4 separate regions of the Mus musculus genome follow, and all the other regions are linked to region 4. The links are chromatin contacts, called in public promoter capture Hi-C maps. All regions are on one chromosome and are shown on one strand. Each heading gives the region's core, a stretch centred on a gene start, on an enhancer-like site or on the middle of the called end of the contact. The rest is flanking DNA. Distances are from core to core; before and after follow the strand shown.

Region 1 (5,041 bases), core at 65-2,564, 2.2 Mb before region 4:
AAAGCTGCTACTGCTCTGCAACAGAAACTTTAGCAAACTTTTAAACTTCCTTGAATCTGCTTCCTCATCATGAAGTTGTACAAAATGCCCAGCATACACACAGCAGTGCACATAAGCACTTATTTCATGTTATTGTTCTCATTTCCCAGGAAAACGAGTTCTCAAAACTTAAGCTGAGGCAACAAAATTTAAGAAAAACAGTACTAAATTTGGAACAGTGAATTTATGTAAAAAAAAATTACCATTTATTTATTTGGGGGGACGACACCTTCAGTGGTCAGAGGACAATTTGCAGGAGTCAGTTCTCTCCTTCCACCATGTAGGTCCCAGGGAATGAAAACAGTTCTTCGGGCTTGACAGCAAGCATCTTTACCTGCTGAGCCATTGTGCCACACCAACCACCCTCAAGTCTCACTTAAGTACACATGTGTCTCCTGAAAAGACTCATCAAAACTCAGAAGCAAAGGCTAAAGATCCAAGACGAGCGTCTTAACAGCGAAATCTTCCCAAGATTCTACCTGCCTCACGGCAAGCCAGCCACTGAATGAGAAGAGGAAACGTCCCTTCCGTTACATAAGCCCCACAACACACCCACTAACATTTTTAAGTGTGTGTTTTCCCTCTGGAATGCACCAGCCCAATTCTGCAAATTTCATTTCAAGAGAAAGTCCACATAGGACAGAGGACTAGGTCATCCATTTAAAGACATCCACCAGTGTTCCACCCCAGAATGGCTGGTGGAGCCCAGCATCCCTTATGGAGCCTGCACTCCAGTCTACCAGGAGTCCATTCTCATGCTTAGAGTTCCCATCATCTCCATCCTGGGGTCCCTCTCTCCTGACTGAGGTCTCCAATATCTCCATCCTGGAGTCCTGTCTCCTGGCAAGGGTCCCCAGCATCTCCATTCTGAGATCCCATCTCCTGCCTGGGGTCCTCAACATCTCGAACCTAGAGTCCCATCTCTGCCTGGAGTTCCTGTGTACTGTCTAGGGTCTCCTGTCCGAGTCTCCATCCCTCCCTACCAACCTACCTACCACTCGCCGCACCCAGCCGCAGCCCGGAGCCCGTGCCCCGCCCAGTGTCCCTATCCAGAAACTCACCCGTGCGGTAACCTTATAGACAGTGTAGCCCCTGGGGTGTCGCTGGGGCTCGGTGACAGTGTAGAAGCGGGCCAGGTCCGCACTGTGACCCCAAGGAGAGGTCATCCTCCCTCCGCCCGTGCTTCCGCCAGCTGGGGACCATCGGGCAGCCCCAGCTGTGCCGGACTCCACGCAGCACTAAGCACGAGCACCGCGAAGAGGGGGCGGTGGCTCCTGGGGGGCTGTCGCTTGGATCTGCTTCCGGATCACCACACAGACTTCCGGGTCATCCCGGTCGACGTTCGGGATAAGAAGGTGCGGCTCTGGATCCTCTCCGAGCTGTATCGTCCGCTGTGGTTACTAGCGCCTAGCTCAGTCGCCATGGATACCGGAGGCGTCCCTACTAAGTCTCCTGGTGCACTAGCTTCGATGTCTACTAGAATTTGCGAGCTGGGGAGAGGGTTGGGCCTCCCGCCCTGTGCTCCTGTAGAGTCCTGGGTGATGGACGCAGCGGTACCCGAGCCAAGCATCTCCTTTCCTTCCCTACTTACTCTGTGCGGTGCCCACAGCAACATCGCAGCGCTCTGACAGACACGTCCCCATTTTCCCGTAGATGAACCCTCTTTGACATACCTACAGCTGCACGACAAGCCCTCACCCTACGTAGAATAGAAGTGCATCCCTCCCACTCTCTCAGGGAGATTGCTTGAGACCAACATGGGTCAAGTAGTGAGTTCAGAGTTAAGCTGGGCTACATGGGGAGAACCTGTCTCAAAACACAAAATTTGCTCAGTCACAGGATCCAGGGCAGTCTGCTATACATAACAAGACTCTCAACAACAACAACAACAAAGAAGTTTGTTGTTTTTTCAACAGTCCCTAGACTCTTAAATGTGCATCTGTTGTGGGGGTTGTAGAAGGAGACTCTCAAAGTCACTACAAAGAGTCTCCAGTTTCTATTGATTGGCATCCCCTACCTGGCAATTTTTTTTTAACTTTCTCTTGATCAGAGCTCTCATTCCCAAAAGATTCATTGCAAGGTTCTGTCGTTGTTAATTCTGTGTCTCTTGCTTCCTCTCCTCCCTGCCTTCTAACCCCTAGAACACACAATTAAGGAAGGAAGGAAGGGAAGAAACAAAGAGGGAGAAACAGAGATGGTAAGAAGAATTAGAGATGTGGTTGAGTAGTTAGTTAGGATCTCTGATTGCTCTTCCGGAGGAATGGGTGAGGTTCAAATCCCAGCATGCCAGTGGCAGCTCTTAGCTGCCTGTAACTCCAGTTCTGAGGGATCTGATGCCCTCTTCTGGCCTCCTCCAGCACACAAGTAGTACACATACCTAAGAGCAGAAAAACACCCATAGACATAAAAATAAAAATCCTTTTACAAAGGAAAAGAGTGACTTTAGCACCCTTTGTCTGCTCACATCTCCATCCCAGCCTGACACCCTTGCTCATTTGAAAACTACTTGCTCCACTCATGTGCTGATTTCCACTCTCTTTGGCAGAAAGAAAAACGTTGTTCTAATAATGTCTCCACCCTGTATGTTTGATCTTCGACTATTAACCTCTTCTGAGCCTTTAGGCTTTTCTTATTATTTCTCTTATGTGTATGGGTCTTTTGCCTGCCTGCATGTATGTTGACCACATGTATACCTGGTACCCACAAAAAAAAAAAATCACCACAGATCCCCAGGATGGTTCATGTGGGTCCTGGGATCCAAATCCAGGTAGGTCCCCTGCAAGAGCACCAGGTGTTCTTAACTGCTGTTATCTCTCTAGCTCAAGCCTATACAGTCAAAAAACTAGCTATCACTTATTCATTAACCCTGAATTCACTACCTGCTATGTGTCAGACTTTATACTAATGAGGCATTGGAGTTATAAAGACTGTTCCTCTCTTTCTTTACATACCATCACTAGTATGCAACGAAGTATATAAATATGACCAGTACATACCATGGCATGCTATAGAAAACCGATAATCCAGAATGGCCTCTGATCAAAGGAAACTGCCTGATACAGGAAAGACAGATGGCAGATAGCCAGGAAGAAGGACCAATGGTATTCTGTTGCATTTCACCCTTCCTCACTGTCCACTGAGTGGGTATGACCTCATCCATTCAGTCTTTCTCCTGGGCAGTCAGTCTAGCGTCAGTAGTGTGCTGATCCTTTGAAAAGGCTCCGAATAAACTTTCTAATGACCCCATCATCCCATCAGCTTTAGACATTTCTGGCCTAGAGGTTTTCTTTCTTTTCTCTTTTTTTCTTTTCTTTTTCCTTTTTTTTTATATTGAGATGACTCCTTTTTAGTCTCTTTTTGGTGGCATTTCCTTCTAAGAACCTGTAATGTTTTGTTTCTTGGGATTTTGCCTCTGGTCTTTTGTCAGTTCTGGTGAACTCACCAATCACATCTCCATTCAAATCTCTCTGCAAGAACACAGGCATCCAATTGACACTGAAACCACAACAGATCAGCGTCGGAACTTTTCCTTCACACACTGCTCCCGTTTTCCCGGCTGCCTTTACTGTCTGTGCCATTATATTATCCAGCTTTTGGGACTCATCCTTAGAAACTTTCTTCACCACTATCTCCACGTTTGTTTGATTAACCAAACGCTGCTAGTCAAGTAGAAGAAAGGAAAAAGATATGGCAGACTGGAGAGATGGCTCAGCAGTTAAGAGCACTCAGTGCTCTTATGGAGGTCCTGGGTTTGGTTACCAGTACCCACATGATGACTCACAACCATCTGTATGCAACTCCAGCTGGGGGAATCTGAGATCATCTTCTGACCTCCTTGGGCACTGAGACATCTATGCAGGCAAAACACCTACACACGTATAAACCTTTTTTTTTTTAAGGGAAAACTATACATTGAACACAGCACTGAGGAGACGTTAGAAGAATGCTGCCATTTCTTGTGTTTCACCGTTTAGATGGTTTTGTTATTTTAAGCAGTGCTAGGGCTCAAAGTCAGGCACGTATGCTTGCTAAGCATACACCCTGCCCTGACAGACCAAGAAGAGCATCAGGAATAAGGAAGGGCCAGGTTTACTGATAAAAGAATACAATTCATTAACAGAGACTAATTCTAAGTATATCCTCACCTAATAACAAGCCATTAAAGTGTATGAAGTAAAAACATCGAAACTAAAAGAATAGTCAAATCTACAATAATATCTAAGACTTTAAAATCTATGTCAGTAATTTTGTGTGTGTGTGTGTGTGTGTGTGTGTGTTGGTTTTCTCCTTCCACAAAGTAGATTCCAAGAATTGAACACAGGCATTCAGATTTGGCAGCAAGCATCTTTACCTACTGAGCCATTTCACCCAACCAATAATTAATTTTTTTTAATCTCAGGACTTTCTATTTGTCAATATTAAAATTCTGAAGTTTAGGGCTATGAGTGGTGTATACCTTTATTTCTAGCACTTGGGAGGCAGAGGCAGGTGGATCTCTGTGAATGTAAGTCCAGCCTGGTCTACAAAGCAAGTTCCAGGACAGCCAGGATTACACAGAGAAACCCTGTCATGAAAAACTAAATGGTGGTACACACATTTACTCCACCAAGCAGGAGGCAGAGGCAGGTGCAAGGCCAACCTGATCTACACAGTGAATTTCAGGCAAGCCCAGGCTACTTAAGGGCCTCTCTGCTGCCCACCTGTCTCCTCACTTGCAGTCTTTTCAGAATTGGCACTAGAAGTCTTTCAACTCAAACTTAGGTGTTAGTGTTTTTACTTACCTAAGGAAGACATCGTGAAGATGTCTCACAGAGATCCACCTGCCCTGCTGAGGTTAAAGGCCTGCCCCACCACACCTGGTTTAGGTATGAAGTTTGGTGGGTTTTGGTGGGTTTTTTTTTAATCTATTATTGCTCTTTTGGCTCTTCCAATGTCACCATATTTGTCAGCAAGAAAGGTGCCAAGAAGAGAGTGGTTGATCAATTGTTCAAAAGAAATTAGT
Region 2 (5,038 bases), core at 2,409-4,908, 2.2 Mb before region 4:
AAAGGGATTGAAATTTTAATATGTAAGCGCCTATAAGAGGCTATCGGTGAAGCCTGGTTGCAGCAGAAGACAACATCCCCAAGATCTAAGTAACTTTAGAAGTCCCACAGTCTTTACAAGTTCAAAGAAAAAGCAGCCTCCCTTGAGGAAATGCCTTCATGAGATCCAGCTGTAAGGCATTTTCTCAATTAGTGATCAGGGTGCTGCCATCCCTTGGCTGGTAGTCCTGGGTTATATAAGAAAGCAAGCTGAGCAAGCCAGGGGAAGCAAGTCAGTAAGCAGCATTCTTCCATGGCTTCTGTATCCACTCCTGCCTCCAAGTTCCTACCCTGTGTGAGTTCCCGTCCTGACTCCTTTTGGTGATGACCAGCAATGTGGAAGTGTAAACTGGATAAACCCTTTCCTCCCCAACTTGCTCCTTGGTCATGATGATTCGTGCAGGAATAGAAACCCTGACTAAGACAGTTCTCTTTGTAGCCGTGGTTGTCCTTGAACTCAGAGATCCAACTGAATCTGCCTCCCAAGTGCCAGGATTAAAGAAGTGGGTCACCACTGCCCTGCTGTAGTTCTCAGCATCGCAGAGAATGCTTTCTTTCTCCAAAGCAGCTCTGCCTTCATCTCAATTTTGTTGTTGTTAATTTATGCTTGTGAATTTCTTCAGGAATTTCCTCTGTGGTTTAGGTTGACCCTGGACTGGCCATTTGGCTCAGGTTGGCTGGAATTTGAAATCCTTGTGCTTATTTCTGTCTCCTGAGTCCTGACATGACAAGACTGTGCCATAAAGCCCTGTCCCAACCTCCTAATTTCTCGCTGAGCTAACCAAACATGAGCATGTTTTTTCATGGCTCATTTCTGATTAATATATCTGGCTTTTTTGTTTTTAAAGAGTTTTTCTATTTAATGTATGAGTATCTGCATGTATACCTGCATGTCAGAAGAGGGCCCTAGATTTCACCATAAATGTTTGTGAGCCACTGTTGGTTGCTGGGAATTGAACTCAAGACCTCAGGGCAGCCAGTGCTCTTAACTGCTAAACCATGTCTCCAGCTCCATATCTCTGGCTTTTGAAAATAACTTTTAAGGTTTTATTTTACCTGGATGTGGTGGCACAATTCTTCATCCCTGTAGAGGCAGCAGATCTCTTGTGAGTTGGAGTGGAGCCTGCTCTACATAGTAAGCTTCAGGCCGGGCAGGGTTGCATATGGACAGATTTTTTTCAAAACCAGTCCAAGCAACGAACAATGATTTCCTTTTGTTTCATGTGCATGAGTATTTTACCTGCATTTGTGTATTTGTACCGCGAGTGTGTCTGATGCCTTAGGAAGTCAGAAGAATTAGGATCCATGAAACGGGAACACTGTGGAGATGTTCTGAGTGGGGACTTAGTAATCAGAGCAAAACCAAAAGCCAGTTGTAGACAAGGTTGTCCTGGACTCCAAAGGTTTTAGACACTTATGCACAGGTGCGTCATGGTGGTACACACTTACAGTTTCTGCATTTGGGAAGGCAGGCAGGAGATCCTGAAGTTCAAGGTTACCCTCAGCTACATGGCCTTTTAAAGGTTAGCCTGGAGCACTTGACAGCTCTTAACAGCTGAGCAATCTCTCCAGACTCTCAGACAACCCTTCTTTAAGACAGGTTCTTGGTGTGGCCCAGGATGGTCTCAAACTCTACAGGCTCCTGCCTCAGCTGTCTGAATGTTGAGATGTCAGCATATGTGAACAGACTTGCTTAACTTATTGAGTGACTAAAGCAGGATCTATTTAAGGGGACAGAACAATGTGAGCTGAGAACTTTCAACTGGAACATGAATGCAAAAATGGTGTTTTGTTTTGTTACAGAGACAAGAGTTCTCCAACCCTTAGGATAATCACCATGCTGCTATAAGGTAACTACTCTCTCTAAAGTTCTAGAGCAGACAGCTCCCAAAGTGTCTTTCGTCATCAAGAAACCTTCAAACTCATTGAAAGAATGCATCTTGACAGTTGGTGGTGCACGCCTTTAATCCCAACACTCTGGAGGTAGAGGCAGGTGGATCTCTGAGTTCCAGGTCAGCCTGGTCTACAGAGTGAGTTCCAGGACAGCCAGGGCTACACAGAGAAACCCTGTCTCAAACAAAGGAAAGGGAGGGAGGGAGGGAGGGAGGGAGGAAGGAAGGAAGGAAAGAAGGAAGGAAGGAAGGAAGGAAGGAAGGACCTTAATGCCATTTGCTTATTTCAAAACACTACATTTTTCTTTGCACAACAAGCAGAGGAGCTAAGGTGTGCTTGGAGGAGAAAGTCTGGTGATTGACAGGTCTTCCTTAAGTCTGCTCCAGTTAATAACCCTATCAATGATCTTTGTTTGCCGTATGTTGTGTAGTCAGTAGAGTACTAGGTTGAATAGATTTGAACAGGAGTCATGGACACTGTTCACAAGTCACTTACAATGTGATTATGGAACAAGGCATATAGGACACTACTGGCCACATGTAACTAACAACAACATTGTGATCACCCTTAGAAAATAGGACAGTATAAACCTCAAGCAGTCAGCCCCCATTTGTGGACACTGCGTTTGTAAACTGCCTACTCCCTAAAACCTACCTAAAATGTCCAAATCAATCCTCACAGTGTTTTGGTTTTTCTCCAACAAGGAGAAAGGCAAATTTTAGTTGCCTAGTGTGCTTGTCCCTGAGGTTAAACAAGGCACTCTGCCCTCTTGAGTTTTCAGACCGTAAAAAACTAACCTTTCTACCGACTACTTAGTGTCCCTTTCCCACAGTTTTACTGATTTTTCTATTAAAAGTGCCCCCCAAGTATACTGCTGCAAGATTCTGAGGTGACAAAAGTTAATGATGTAATATAGAGAAAATATGTGTACTAAATTATCTTCAATTAGGTATGTATCAGAAGACTGTTGGACAGAGTTTAACGTTAATGAAGTGACAATATAAATTAAATAAGGAACATGCATAAAACAAGACTTCATATTGGTTGATGAAAATGTGGTCCGAAGCCAAGTATGGCAGTACGTTGCTGGTGACCACAGTGCTCAGACAGGCATGTGAGATAAGTTTGACGAATGCCTGGACTGCACAAGACTTTTGTCTAAGGACACTCACGAGTGTGCGTGTGCAATCAGAGACTAGCTTTCCTCAGAGTTTGCTAATTCAGCATTCCTGACATGTTTACACAATATAACAACTGCAGATAAAGAGAAGGATATACACGAAGGATAAAGTATCTCTCAAAATTAACACAAGGAAAAGAACAAAACTTCCCAAGAAATTACTACCCACAGCTACACAGCTCTACCAAAGAAACTAAGCAAGCAGCGACCCTGGTTTCCAGTGCCCTCTGCCTCGCTATTCTCGCTGTCCCTTCTCCATTTATGTTTTCCAAGAAAGCTACGCTCGATCTGACAGACTCGGATCATCAACGCACTAATTAATGTACAAGTGGGTTCTCTGAGATTTGCACAAAATCAATTATAAAGTTCTACGGGAACCCACAGAATAGTATTTCCTCAACGTGGAAATCTACCTTTTGGATCTACGCAACCACGTAAATACACTTTAGGTCTCACGCAGCTCCTGCTCCTTCCTATGTCTTAAGAAAGCCGTCAAGCGCTAGCCTTCCGCCCTACCAGGAAATGGCTGTCCGCGCACGCTCTGCGCATGCCCGGAGTCGCACTGCTTAAAGGAACTGCCCCAGAAGGCAAGATGGTGACCGGGCCTGCGGCGAGACGCTCCTCCCAGCATGCCTAGCGGCCGGCCGGGAGCCGAGTGATGGGGATCCGGTAGGACCCGGCGAGCGGCCGAAGCTGAGGTGCAGCCGCGGGCCCGGGCGTTGGGCGCTCACAGAGAGCCAAGATGGAGACGTGGCGCTGTGTGAGGAGGGGCTACGGCCGCTGTGTGGCGGGGCGAGGCCGGTCAGTGGCGAGCGGCCGGCGGGATGGACAGAGGGAGGGACCTGGAGGGGCGGGCGGGGAGGGGAGGGGCGGGGCGGCGGGGCGCGGGAGGAAGGCGGAGGAAGAGGGTCCGCGGCGGGGACGCGCCAGGCGGCGCCCGGGGAGAGGTAACGCGCGGGCGGGCAGCAGCGGTGGCCGCGGCCTCCGGGATCCTGCGGGCCTCGCGCGGCCTCCACGCTCGCCGCCGCCGCCCGCGCGCAGGGCCCCGCCCGGAGGGAGGCTGCGCGCCCCGGGGTGGCTGGGCAGCGTCGGTCACGCGGAGGCCAACTTTCACCGCCACTCAAGTTCTTGCTCCGTCCTGGGTATTTTTCTTTCAATCCACTCTTTGAGAGCCTGGCGTGATGGCTCACGCCTGCACTTTCCACACCCCGGAGGCCGAGGCGGGAGGATAACCATGAATTTGAGGCTGGCCTGGATTAGGCAGCGAGCGTGACACTCCGCCTCCAAAAGTAAAAAAATAACTCACTTGAAATTTTAAAGCGCCACAGTACATGCAGCCTCTAATAATGTCACCCCAAGTAGTATCCACCGAATCTTAAATTGGATGTACGGATTATGTTTTTCTCCTATAAACTTTGAGGACTTAGTTATTAAGATTCCAGTGGTTTGTATAACCTTTGAAACTATATCGTACCACGCGTGGGAAATAGCACACTGTCGTTACATAAGCCGTTGGGATCTGCCCACTCCATTCCTGGTTCCTGTGCTATGGCATTTTCTGAGTACCAGCTGTGTGCTTGGCCCTTGGGTGGAGACTGGGCTTTCAGAGAATACTGAGGTTCGAACCCTCAAAAGCTCACTATCTTACAAGAAAAAGATGTGGTATAAATAACTGCCAATCCAAAGAATAAGCGTCACTGTGCAGGTTGCAGTATAGAAACATTTCAAGACAGAAAGTAAACCGTTATAGCACTGGGGAGGTGGAGGCAGGAGAATTAGAGACACCACCAGCCTGTGCTGATGGTCTTGGACTTGGTTTTTGTCTTGGTTTTTTGTTTGTTTGTTTTTTAGAGAAGGAGGGTTTTTCTTTGTATCTCTGGCTGTCCTGGGATTCATTGTGTAGACCAGGCTGGCCTTCAACTCAGAT
Region 3 (4,852 bases), core at 713-3,212, 2.1 Mb before region 4:
ATCTAAAGTTCAGTGGGGGGTTAGCTCTGTGGCTGGCACAGAGTGAGAGCTTAAATATACTGCTGACCACGGAAACAGCAGAGTCTGCCTACTTGGTCCCTAAAAACAGTATGTTGAATGAAACAGGAAGGGCACAAAAGGGGGGGGGATATGGATTCTAGCTTACCTTCCTGGCTTTCTCCAACACATCATCCAGATCCTACAACAAACAGAAGCAACCACGTTTGTTTTACACGAGTAATTAACTGCTCTTGGTCCATATACAGGCAGCAGAGGCACCATTAAGGACAACATTGTTAGCAAGGAACAGAGTGGCAGAAAATGAAGTCACCCTCCTCCTTACTCTCACAGTCCATGATGCACACTATATCAAAACAGAGATCTCTGTTGCCAAACACACAGAGCTTTCCTGTCCTCTCTCACTCTGTCCCTCAGAGGCTTCTGGACATTTCCCTCATGATTTGCTTTCACAGCCTAGTGGTAGGTAACTCTTCAGTCTCCTTGACTGATTCTCTGTCCTTTTTGTGACTTCAAGCTCTTCTGTTCTCTTTCCACTTGCCTTAAGGGATTCTGCCTTTTTCCTTTGTTTGTTTAACATCCTCGACCACACTATGTAAGATCTCTATCACTAAGCTATATCCTCCCCTTCTCGTGGTTTTTGATACCATGCTGAATCTCCAACTTACAGAGTTTTTACTCTCTCCAAGACCCACGACTCACATTTGAAATGATTATGTATTCTAATCTTTCCACTTGGATGAGATCAGACTTAACCAATATCCCCCCACTAGGATTTCCAGCTGCCCACCTGCCCACTCTGATCCCAAACCTTTTCTCGTCTCAGCAAAGGCCATCACCATCTTCCTTACAGGAAGCACAAACTGAAATCTAAGTCATGCTCGATTTCTTCCTCCCCTTGCTGTTCTTATCCAAGGCATGCATGTACTGTTGGTGTTATTCCTAAAATTTGTTGAGTACATGGTATTCTCATGATATTCTCACTGTACTGGCTTCTACCAGCTCTTGTCTGTAAACTGAGACGTTTCCTAAATGCTCTCACTTTCTCTCCTCCACCTTTTTGCCACTCAGCAGCAAATTTGTCTTCAGAATATTCGCTCTCTATATATATTTAAAATGGGTTTGTTTTTAAACTTTTAAGGGTTAAGACTGTGCATCTAATGCAATCCAAATGTCTTACTGACCTTGACCTACCCTTCCCAGCTCCTGGAAATTTCTCCTTTATTAAGTGTTTCCAGCTGCTGGTTAACTAAAACAGATCAAATTCTATAATGTATGGGAGGTCTACAACCTGCCGGTGTTCATCACTACCATACACTCACACCCTAAGCGTCACCTCCTAAGAAAAAGGCACCTACTTCTCCTTCCTCTTCACTTTCCCCAATGTAGCCGGTAAAACCTATTTCCATCCCTACACATTCACTCCATCAAGTGTTATTATTTTTGTTTGTCCCTCTGCCGGGCCAGAACTAGAACCTCTGCTAAGGGCTTGGATGGATCAGCACACCTCAAGAGTGGTAGGAGAAAGGGGTGTTGAGACGACAAACTAAAGCTTCATAGAAATAGTTAACCGCCGTGTAAGATGAGGAATGTCAGTTCCAGGACGCTGGTTCGAAAGGGTCGCCATAGACTAGGTACGGTCTGAGGATTTGGGGGAGAAAAACTTGCGGGAAAGGAGACACGGCCCTCCCGACTCCCGCAAGCCCCAAGTCCCCCTCACATACGTTGTCAAAGTCCGAGGCGGAGAGATGGCAGTGACAGTCCACTAACCCCAAACCCATAGCTACTCCTGCAGGCTTCTCGACTGCAAGCCAGGCGGCGGAACTCTGGGGCCGCGGAACCCGAGGCGGAACCTTGCGGCGGCGGCGGATCGGGTTTCCAGTCGGACGCGTGCAGGAGCGTTCCAGGGAGGGAAGCATCCTTCCGGTCTCAGCGATTCCCGCCTTAGTTTAAACCGGGAAGATGGCGGCTGTCTCTGAAACAGTGCTCGTCTCCGCCCCGCAGGACCACGATGCCCAGGCCGCCTCAGACCCTCAGGCCACGGCAGCAGACTCTCCCCTAGAGGACTTCCGAGTGCGCTGCACCTTGAAGAGGGCGGTGATGGAAGTGATGGAGATGTGCGGTCGCTTCGTGCAGGAGCTCGGGGCCGTGCTGCCGGAGGACGTCCGCGAGCTCGCGCTGCGGGACGCACAGTGGGTACGGACCCCTCTTTCCCGGTCCTCACCCAGCGCATCCTGGCTCTGGCTCGGGGCCCATGTCAGGCCTTCGCAGATGGAACGATGCCCAAGACTGGCTTGGGAAATGCCAGGGAAGGCAACTAGATGCTAGTGCCGCCTGGGTGCTGCTTCCTGTCAGGAACATACAGGGCGAACACGTATGTAATCTTAAGAAGCAGGCGGTATTAAGTGTACCCATATTCTTGAACATGTACAGCGCTATACGTATAAACAAGGCATCACATTTTGCTTTCATAGCAAGCTTTCAAATCTTGTGTTTTACAAAACATTTCTTTTGGTAGTTAAGTGCGCAGTAAAGACAAAGTCGCTCTCCTGTGGGCCAGCGCAACTTTGCTGGTTGGTATGAGGAATTCTCCAGGAAATGATAATCCTTGAAGTCAGTCATCTGGCTAGGTTTTTGGTCATTGTTATTGTTTTTGTTTGTTTTTATAACATCGTGTGGATTCGGGGAGAAAACATTTTCTTTTTAAGTTGAAAATAGATGAAGAAGCTGTCTTGGTGTTAAATTTTACCAAGTTCTAGTTGAGCTGGTCATGACAGTGTATGCCAAGTACTCGGAAGGCAGGGGCATGCAAATCTCTGTGAGTTCGAGACTAGTCTGGTCCACGCCGTGAGTTCCAGACAAGCCAGGGCTACGTAGAACCTGTGCATCCTGTTGCTCCCCCGGCACCCATAAACCCTTAGAACACACTTATTTCTCCTATATTTTGTGTACCCCTGAATATGATGGTTTCTGGGAAAAGACACTAGAGATCGAAGGACTGCTAACTCAAGCAGATAAACAGCCTATATGTAGGGGAAAGTTTCAAGCTTGTAACAGCACATTCATGACCAATGACAAGAGTGCAGAGTAAATATAGAGGTTGTCAGCATCAAAAACTAAAACAACAGTGGTTAAGGGAAAGAATAATGAAGAAACCTTCCTTGGATTGTAGTTTTATACCCCAGTTTTGGGAATAGTAGCTCCTGTGTTATTCTCTCCTTAGAAGTAAGGCAAGGAGAGAAACGGCACTTAATGTTTTTAATAGTTATCTTGGGAGATGACTGTAACTAAGAGGGTTTATCTGATTATAGAAAAATGCTAAGATAATGAGAACATTTACATGTAGGAATAGACAAATGTGACTTCACCTCTAATAGCTTGTTGAATGAGATCTTAAAGAGAATCAGAAGTAGAGAAGGTTTGTTGATAAACATCTAGGAAAGACTGAGAAACACAGTGACATTCTTAAATGATAGATGAAACAGCAATGAGTATTTCAAAGACAATTTGTTTTCTAAATGTCCTCAAGAGTTTAATATAGTAAGAATCTTATCCTATAAAATAGGTTTTTTTTTCCCTTTAGTGCTAAGAATTGAAAGCAGAGCCTTCCTTGCTCTTGCTAGCAAAGTGTTGTCCACTGAGCTATATCACAGCCCTTTTTATAAGATACTAGTATAGAATACATACTCTAGCTCATAATTATCAGTCATTATTTATGCTTACTTCTTAATTATAGAAGTGGTACAGAAGGCGTGCCCATTGACAACAGTTTCAAACAATCTCGTATTTTAAGTCCTCCTTGACTTCCCCATCCATCCTGAACCCTTCCTGGGGACAACTTACTGTTGCATAGCCCTGCACTTCTCTAGAGGCTGCCACTCTCTGTTGTTTGTCACTTATCTGGCCGTAGTGACGGTGTTATAGATAGAGCCAGTGCAGTCTCTACCATGCGCCATGGGTATTTAGCCCCTCTCCTAAGAGTTAATTTTCCCACTGTTTCCATTCCAGTTCACCAAGAGTCCATTATTTTTTACTAACGCGTTTGAGTTCTGTGTCAGAGTCACTTTTACTGACTTGGCTGTGCTGGATTTATTGTAGACATTTGAGTCGGCTGTGCAGGAGAACGTCAGCTTTAACGGACAGGCCTGGGAGGAAGCTAAAGAGCATGGCTTAATGGGTATGTGATTTAAGTCTTTCTTCTGTGGTTAATCTCTGAGGCTTTTATTTTGAATGCTAATTTCCAAACCTGTTCTCAGTCTCTCTGTGGTGTTTGAGTAAGAATGGCCTCCCTGCCCATCTCAGTGACTTCACAGACAACAGGGAGTGGCACTATTTGAGGAGGTGTGGCCTTGTTGGAGGAAGTGTGTCTGTCACTGGAGTGGGCCTTGAGGTGTCCCATGCCGTCTCAGTCTGTCTCTCTGTCTCTGTCTAACTGTCTGTCGAACTCTGTTGCTCTTTCCCCCCTGTTCCCCTTGTGGGTCTGGATGTAGCTCTCTGCTACTCCAATGCTTTGCATGCATGCCACCAGGCTCCCCACCACGATGATAATGGACTAAGTTTTTGAAACTGTAAGCAAACCCCCAGTTAAATGCTTTCTTTTATAAGAGTTGCCTTAGTTATGGTTGTAAGCCCCTTGAGGTACCAGAGAATGGACAGGCCCCACCCTACAGAAAAAAAAAAGCCCACCAATCCCTGATCTTGCCCCCAAGATTATGCCCCACATAATCCCACCAATCACAGGCCACCCTAGAAAGCTTCATGCCTCCTCCCTACAAGAAACCCCTCGTAAGCCCTGCTTCCTGCTCAGTCCCTTACTGCTTCCCTCCTGTGCTTT
Region 4 (5,286 bases), core at 477-2,976:
GTGAAGAATCTGAACTCTCTGGCTAAAGAAAAATGAGAAATTAATATATATATATATTGTTGTCAAAATAAAAATAAGAAAGAAAATGTGAGAAATACATATTAGTGGAATTTCCTCAACCACAAAGAAGGAAATTATATCACATGCAAGGGGATGGATAGAATGGGTGATAAGGAAGTAAAAATAAGTCAGACTAAAGACAAGTAATATTTTCTCTTGCACAAGGAAACTAGATTTAAAAGAAATTAGAAGTCATGAAATCAAAAGGACAAGAATTTGGGAAGAGGAAAGGGATGAGCAGAGATGGAAGACAAACAGTCAAAGGAAGGAAATGAATACGATCAGATAATTTTGACTGGAAAAGTCCTTAGGAAACCCGCTACTTTGTATAATGAATATACATTAACTCACAGACAAAACAAAAATCCCTATGAGCTTTTCAGCAAATATTACAGTCTCATCTCTTGAACCAAGCCGGGCATGAAACTTAAATAAAACAGTTAACCAAGCTATGGTTCTAATTGACATCAGCTGCACGTGGAAAGAAAACTGACTTTTCAAACAAAATTTCAGGTTATGAGTTTTAACTTACATCTCAGACATCAGGTTTCATGTTGCATGATGTAAGAGGAGAATTACAAGCAAGTGTCACTGTCTGAGTCTCCGGGCCCCTTGTCCATTTTATACTGTGTGAAGCCTTTCATGCACAAGGAGCCAGCACTCTGATGAACCCCTTCCACAGAACTTAAGACAGTGTCATGGGGTAGTTTCCAACCATAGCCTCTCTCATCACATGGTAATTTCTACAGCTGTCTCCATCACTTACAACCAATTGGGTAGCATTACTAAAATCACAGCTCACACCCAAAACAGAGAAACACGGGGATGCAAACCAAACTTTACGTTTACACCCAATCTTAAAGGTAACAACCCAATTCCAACTACTATAAAGAAAAAAAGCATTACCAGCTGACAAATCTGCGGCTTGGCTTCCTTCTTGGAAACCCTAAAATAGAAATAGATAACATTAAACTTTAGCTGCTAGTTCGTAACAATCACGAAAAGGCATAATGATTCTGCTTTAAATGAATACCAAAAAAAAAAAAAATGTCCAATACAGGATAATATCCAGTCAGTGTAAAAAATGAAATTCTGCATGCACAAGGGCAGAGATGATCAGCAGACAAAAGGGTAACAGACAAGAGAGCTCAATGACATCTCTTAAGAAAGGATAAGTCAGAAACTGGCTTTTAACGGCACACCGGGGTTCACCTCTCAGGGCCAACTTTATCTCCCGACCTCCCGTCCTGTTTTTGGAGACCCTTACGCGGCCCTGGCTGGGCTAAGCTGCGATTTCGCGCCTGAGCCCGCGCGTGCTCGGATGACAGGCAGCACGGCCCGCGGTCTCAGCAGGTCCCGGTGCAGAGCGCACCTCCGCAGCGGGGTTCCCGTCCTGCACCGACCGGACCCGGCTCAACTCGGCCGGAACCAGCCCTCCCGGCGGCCCGCGCACCCCGACCTGTCGTAGAAGGGGTGCTCCTCGCCGAAGTCGCGGAGGTGCTTCTTCTGCTTCTTGGTCATGGTGCTGAGCATCTGGCTGCGGCCCCGGTTCCGGCGTTTGCCCATAGCGGAAACGTCAAGCTCGCCACAAACAAACAAACAAAACACAAGGTTCCCAGTGGCAAGTTGTCGCTGTCGCACGTGGGCACGCTGGCTTTACGGCGGAGGCGGGAGCCGTAAAGCAAAGCTGCTTTACGCCCAGAGAGTACGACAGGCGTTACACCCTCTGGTCGCTATACTGCCCCCTGCCGGAGCGCCTCTAGCACATAGGCGTGTCTACGCATGCGTGATCGGAACACCAGCTCCTAGGGCTGCAGGGACTGGCTGTCTTTCCGGGATGGAGTGGCTTGCTTTGTGCTTATCTTTTACCTTTTTTTTTTTTTTTTTTTTCTCCAAAATTGAGGAGGACGAGGTTGGTGGTCCTTTGTCCCTCTCCCAGGAGCTAAGAACTGAACCCAGGACCTTGCACTGGTTTTCAAGCACTAAGCGAAATCCACAACCGCGTGGTTCGCTTTGATATGTCAATGTATGCTAGCAGAAATGGTTGAATGCTACTCAGAAGAATAAGGACCATCGCTTAAGGGTGCCCGCACACCCCACTTAACGGCACACTGTCCAGACGGATCTAGCGAGTCAGTCTGTTGAGAAAGATGCAGACACCGATGCTTAGCAAGAAAGATCATTCATTAGTCTCTGGGAGTATGTGAGGTGATCCTCTCCTGACATTGCTTCTTTAACAAAAGCAGAAACACACAAGATAAAGTAGGATCTTGTATGTGTTATCACCCAAACGAGTGAAACTGTACATTTAAAGTTGATGTGTATTAGCCTGAGTGTGAGTAATAGCCTAAACGGGCCAGGGGCGTTGCTCGCTCATATGTAGGGTGCTTAGCCAAGGTACTTTTCAAATCCTGGGGTTTGATCTTTAACACTGAGCAAAACAAACCCACACAGCAAATAAACTAGTGGTGACTCACACCTGTGATCTCAGTCCCCGGGAGGCCGAGGCAAGAGAATGAAGTGTTAGAGACCTTTACTTAAAAAATAAAATTGAGCCGGGCATGGTGGCACACGCCTTAAATCCCAGCTCTTGGGAAGCAGAGGCTGGCAGATCTCTGTGAATTTGATGTTACCCAGGGAAAATAAAACAAGACCCAACTTCTCTAAATAAACAAAGGAACGAACAAAAATAGCTGAGGCCTGTATTTCAAGGACACACAGCAATAGGTGAGGCTGTTTGACACCACACAAAGACATACTTCCCTTCAAAACTAACCGAGGTTCAATGTAAACAAAGTACTAGCTCCAGCTTAGACTCAAAGCACAACTGGAGACATCGAAACATCTTTCTGTGGAAGAGTAGGGGTTTACTCAGGTCCACCTGTCCGCCCTCTGTTCCAGGGTCATCTACTACTAATAATTAGGGTGGGAGTGGGAAAGCCAGTGGTGGTGGGGGACAACCCCCCCCCCCCAGCAAAAAAGTATCAAAAGCCATGCAAACAGAAAGGGTGGTAGCCAGCACCTGGCCTGGCCTAGGAACTCATTAATAGACATCTGTCTTCTGTCTAGTTGAAAGGTATAGTCACTTAGATAAACAAAAGGCTGTTTGCAAAGTGTCCTCACAGGTTTTATGGCTCTGGTGACCGTGTAACCTGGCTCTAACCAATAAAAGCCATACTTTTTTCTCCTTTTACTGCACCCCAAGGGCCCTACCCCACACCCCCAGACATGCAGTTTCGTGTTCTTCCAGAGATCTCATCAGAAGCTGAAGGTTCCAGCACTTGAGGTGACTCTTGCTCTCACGTGGTTTCCAGCATGCAAATCTAGACTATTCCCAGTTTTAGGCAAAAATTCACCCTATCTCCATCCAAGTAGTCTCAGCATTGGCTTGCTGACTATTGGAAAAGAAGTCCCTTTCTTTCAAAGTATTGATAGTCACCTTCAATAAGGTTGACGGAGGGCCTATGTGACTATAACCTGACGGTTAAGAATTTAGCCATTGTCTCTATACCTCTGTGGAAGCTCTCTATGAGCACACATGTGCACATACATGTATACACATGACCTCCCCCCCCCACACACATACCTGGGAAGTTTTAATAAAGACAGGTTTTTCCCCTCCTTTTTTCTCTCTTTCTACTCTTAGAACTCATTTCTCTCCCCTAGGATATCCTTTTATGTATTCAAACTCAAAGTCTTTTCAGAGTTAACAGTAGTTCAGGAAGTGAGTTCTATGTTACTGTACAAAGAAATGCTAGTGGGTTTTAAGTTACTGTTCCTGGGCTGTTTGAAGTGAGGTGGGTAAAGGGCAAGAATATTCTTTAAGAAAAGAGCATTCAGAATACTCAGGAAGGCTTAATAATTTAAAAGAAAAAAGTTCCACAGAAATTTTCAAATACAATAAATAAAAAACTTGACAAAAAGATATGATAGACTTCACAGGCCTGCTACTCAGCCTCAGGGATTACCCATGAGCCTCAGGGATTACCCATGAGCCTCAGGGAACACCCATGAGCTTCACACAATTACCCATCAGCCTTGATATTACCCATCAGCCCCAGCAATTACTCCCTGAAGGCTACCCATTTTACATTTATTGCTCTACACCCTACAAATTTTGAAGCAAATTGTAATAATTATTTAATCTGTAAATATTTTAGTATACTTTTGTAAAAGACTGTATGATCTACAGAGGGAGTTCTGGACAGTCAAGGCTACACAGAGAAACCCTGTCTTGAAAAACCAAACCAAACCAAACCAAACTCACAAAGTAAGATGAAAATGATTGAGAAAGACACCCAATGTTGACCTGGGACTTCCACTTGTACACACACATACACACACACACACAGCACTACACAATAAATAAAATGTTAACACAAGAGCACATCAGAGAGCGAGCCATCAAAGATCAAAGGAACAATTTAGATGTCTGAGTTCCTAGTTTGTTAAGACTATGGGGAAAGTGTGTGTGTGTGTGTGTGTGTGTGTGTGTGTGTGTGTGTGAATATATATGCATTTATGGGCCCTCCTGGTCCTTTAAGACTCATTTTCCTACATACAAAATCACTATACAAATGTCCTTCAAACACAGACCCATCTTACCTTTCCAGAGTCCTGACAGAAATTATTGGCATCAACTCACAAAATTATGAAATAACCTCAGTTACTCACTCAGAAACATTTGCTGATCACCTGTTTCCTGCCAACTGCATTGCGTACAGCTAAAGCGAGGATAAGATCCACACCAGCCTCCTCAGGGGACACTCTGTGTTGGAAAATGAGCATACTTGGAGCCCTGGCTAGAAGTCTCGGCTCTCTACTCTTAGGATGAGCATCTATCAATCATGCCATTCACCAAACATCCACCGACTACATGAGCAAGGACGTGTGGGTTATAAATAGGGTCTTAAGGTTATATGTCTCAGTCTGTGCTGCCATTGGGTTTCACAGTACTCACTGCGCAGAGTTTCTTCCCAGGAGAGTTAGCTCAAGAAAACAAGATTGTGTTTCCTCCTTTTCTATTCCTAACAGGTACCCAGAGCCTGCAATATAAGGACTTTTTACTTTCATCTCTTGAGACAGAATCCTAGGTAGCTCACATTGTCCTTGAACTCAAAATCCTCCAGTTTCAGTTGGTTGAGTTCTGGGATTACAGGCACATAGAGCCCTTCCCAACAAGCTATAGGTGGTCTGTCTTTTTAAAAGTCAGTGACCTTAAATAAA

The links. Promoter capture Hi-C pulls out the DNA fragments that hold promoters and counts their contacts. Capture Hi-C pulls out chosen DNA fragments and counts their contacts.
Region 1: a contact with region 4 is called in a promoter capture Hi-C map of adipose tissue, with 3 times the contacts expected there. The contact joins the promoter of Rps6kc1 here to the promoter of Utp25 in region 4. A contact is called at or near these places in 1 of 39 promoter capture datasets (pre-B cells), 2 of 115 datasets of contacts at active chromatin or transcription factors (large pre-B cells and thymic regulatory T cells) and 1 of 9 other capture datasets (adipose tissue).
Region 2: a promoter capture Hi-C map of pre-B cells shows a contact between it and region 4, with 10 times the contacts expected there. The contact joins the promoter of Angel2 here to the promoter of Utp25 in region 4. A contact is called at or near these places in 2 of 39 promoter capture datasets (liver and pre-B cells), 1 of 484 Hi-C or Micro-C datasets (CD4 T cells), 3 of 115 datasets of contacts at active chromatin or transcription factors (embryonic stem cells, large pre-B cells and thymic regulatory T cells) and 1 of 9 other capture datasets (adipose tissue).
Region 3: a promoter capture Hi-C map of liver shows a contact between it and region 4, with 2.2 times the contacts expected there. The contact joins the promoter of Nsl1 here to the promoter of Utp25 in region 4. A contact is called at or near these places in 1 of 39 promoter capture datasets (embryonic stem cells) and 1 of 9 other capture datasets (liver).

Annotation. Positions count from the first base shown.
Region 1 is chr1:190,910,456-190,915,496 of GRCm38.p6, forward strand. Rps6kc1 (ribosomal protein S6 kinase polypeptide 1) reads right to left here and starts at 1,315. Exons shown (of 15, transcript NM_178775.4): 1 at 1,101-1,315. The coding sequence starts at 1,205.
Region 2 is chr1:190,924,847-190,929,884 of GRCm38.p6, forward strand. Angel2 (angel homolog 2) reads left to right here and starts at 3,659. Exons shown (of 9, transcript NM_021421.4): 1 at 3,659-3,912. The coding sequence starts at 3,854.
Region 3 is chr1:191,061,059-191,065,910 of GRCm38.p6, forward strand. Nsl1 (NSL1, MIS12 kinetochore complex component) reads left to right here and starts at 1,963. Exons shown (of 6, transcript NM_198654.3): 1 at 1,963-2,214; 2 at 4,117-4,195. The coding sequence starts at 1,981. It overlaps Tatdn3 (TatD DNase domain containing 3), which reads right to left and starts at 1,852. Exons shown (of 10, transcript NM_001357166.1): 1 at 1,743-1,852; 2 at 167-199. The coding sequence starts at 1,799.
Region 4 is chr1:193,128,525-193,133,810 of GRCm38.p6, forward strand. It overlaps Utp25 (UTP25 small subunit processome component), which reads right to left and starts at 1,727. Exons shown (of 12, transcript NM_145415.2): 1 at 1,520-1,727; 2 at 967-1,006; 3 at 1-22. The coding sequence starts at 1,626.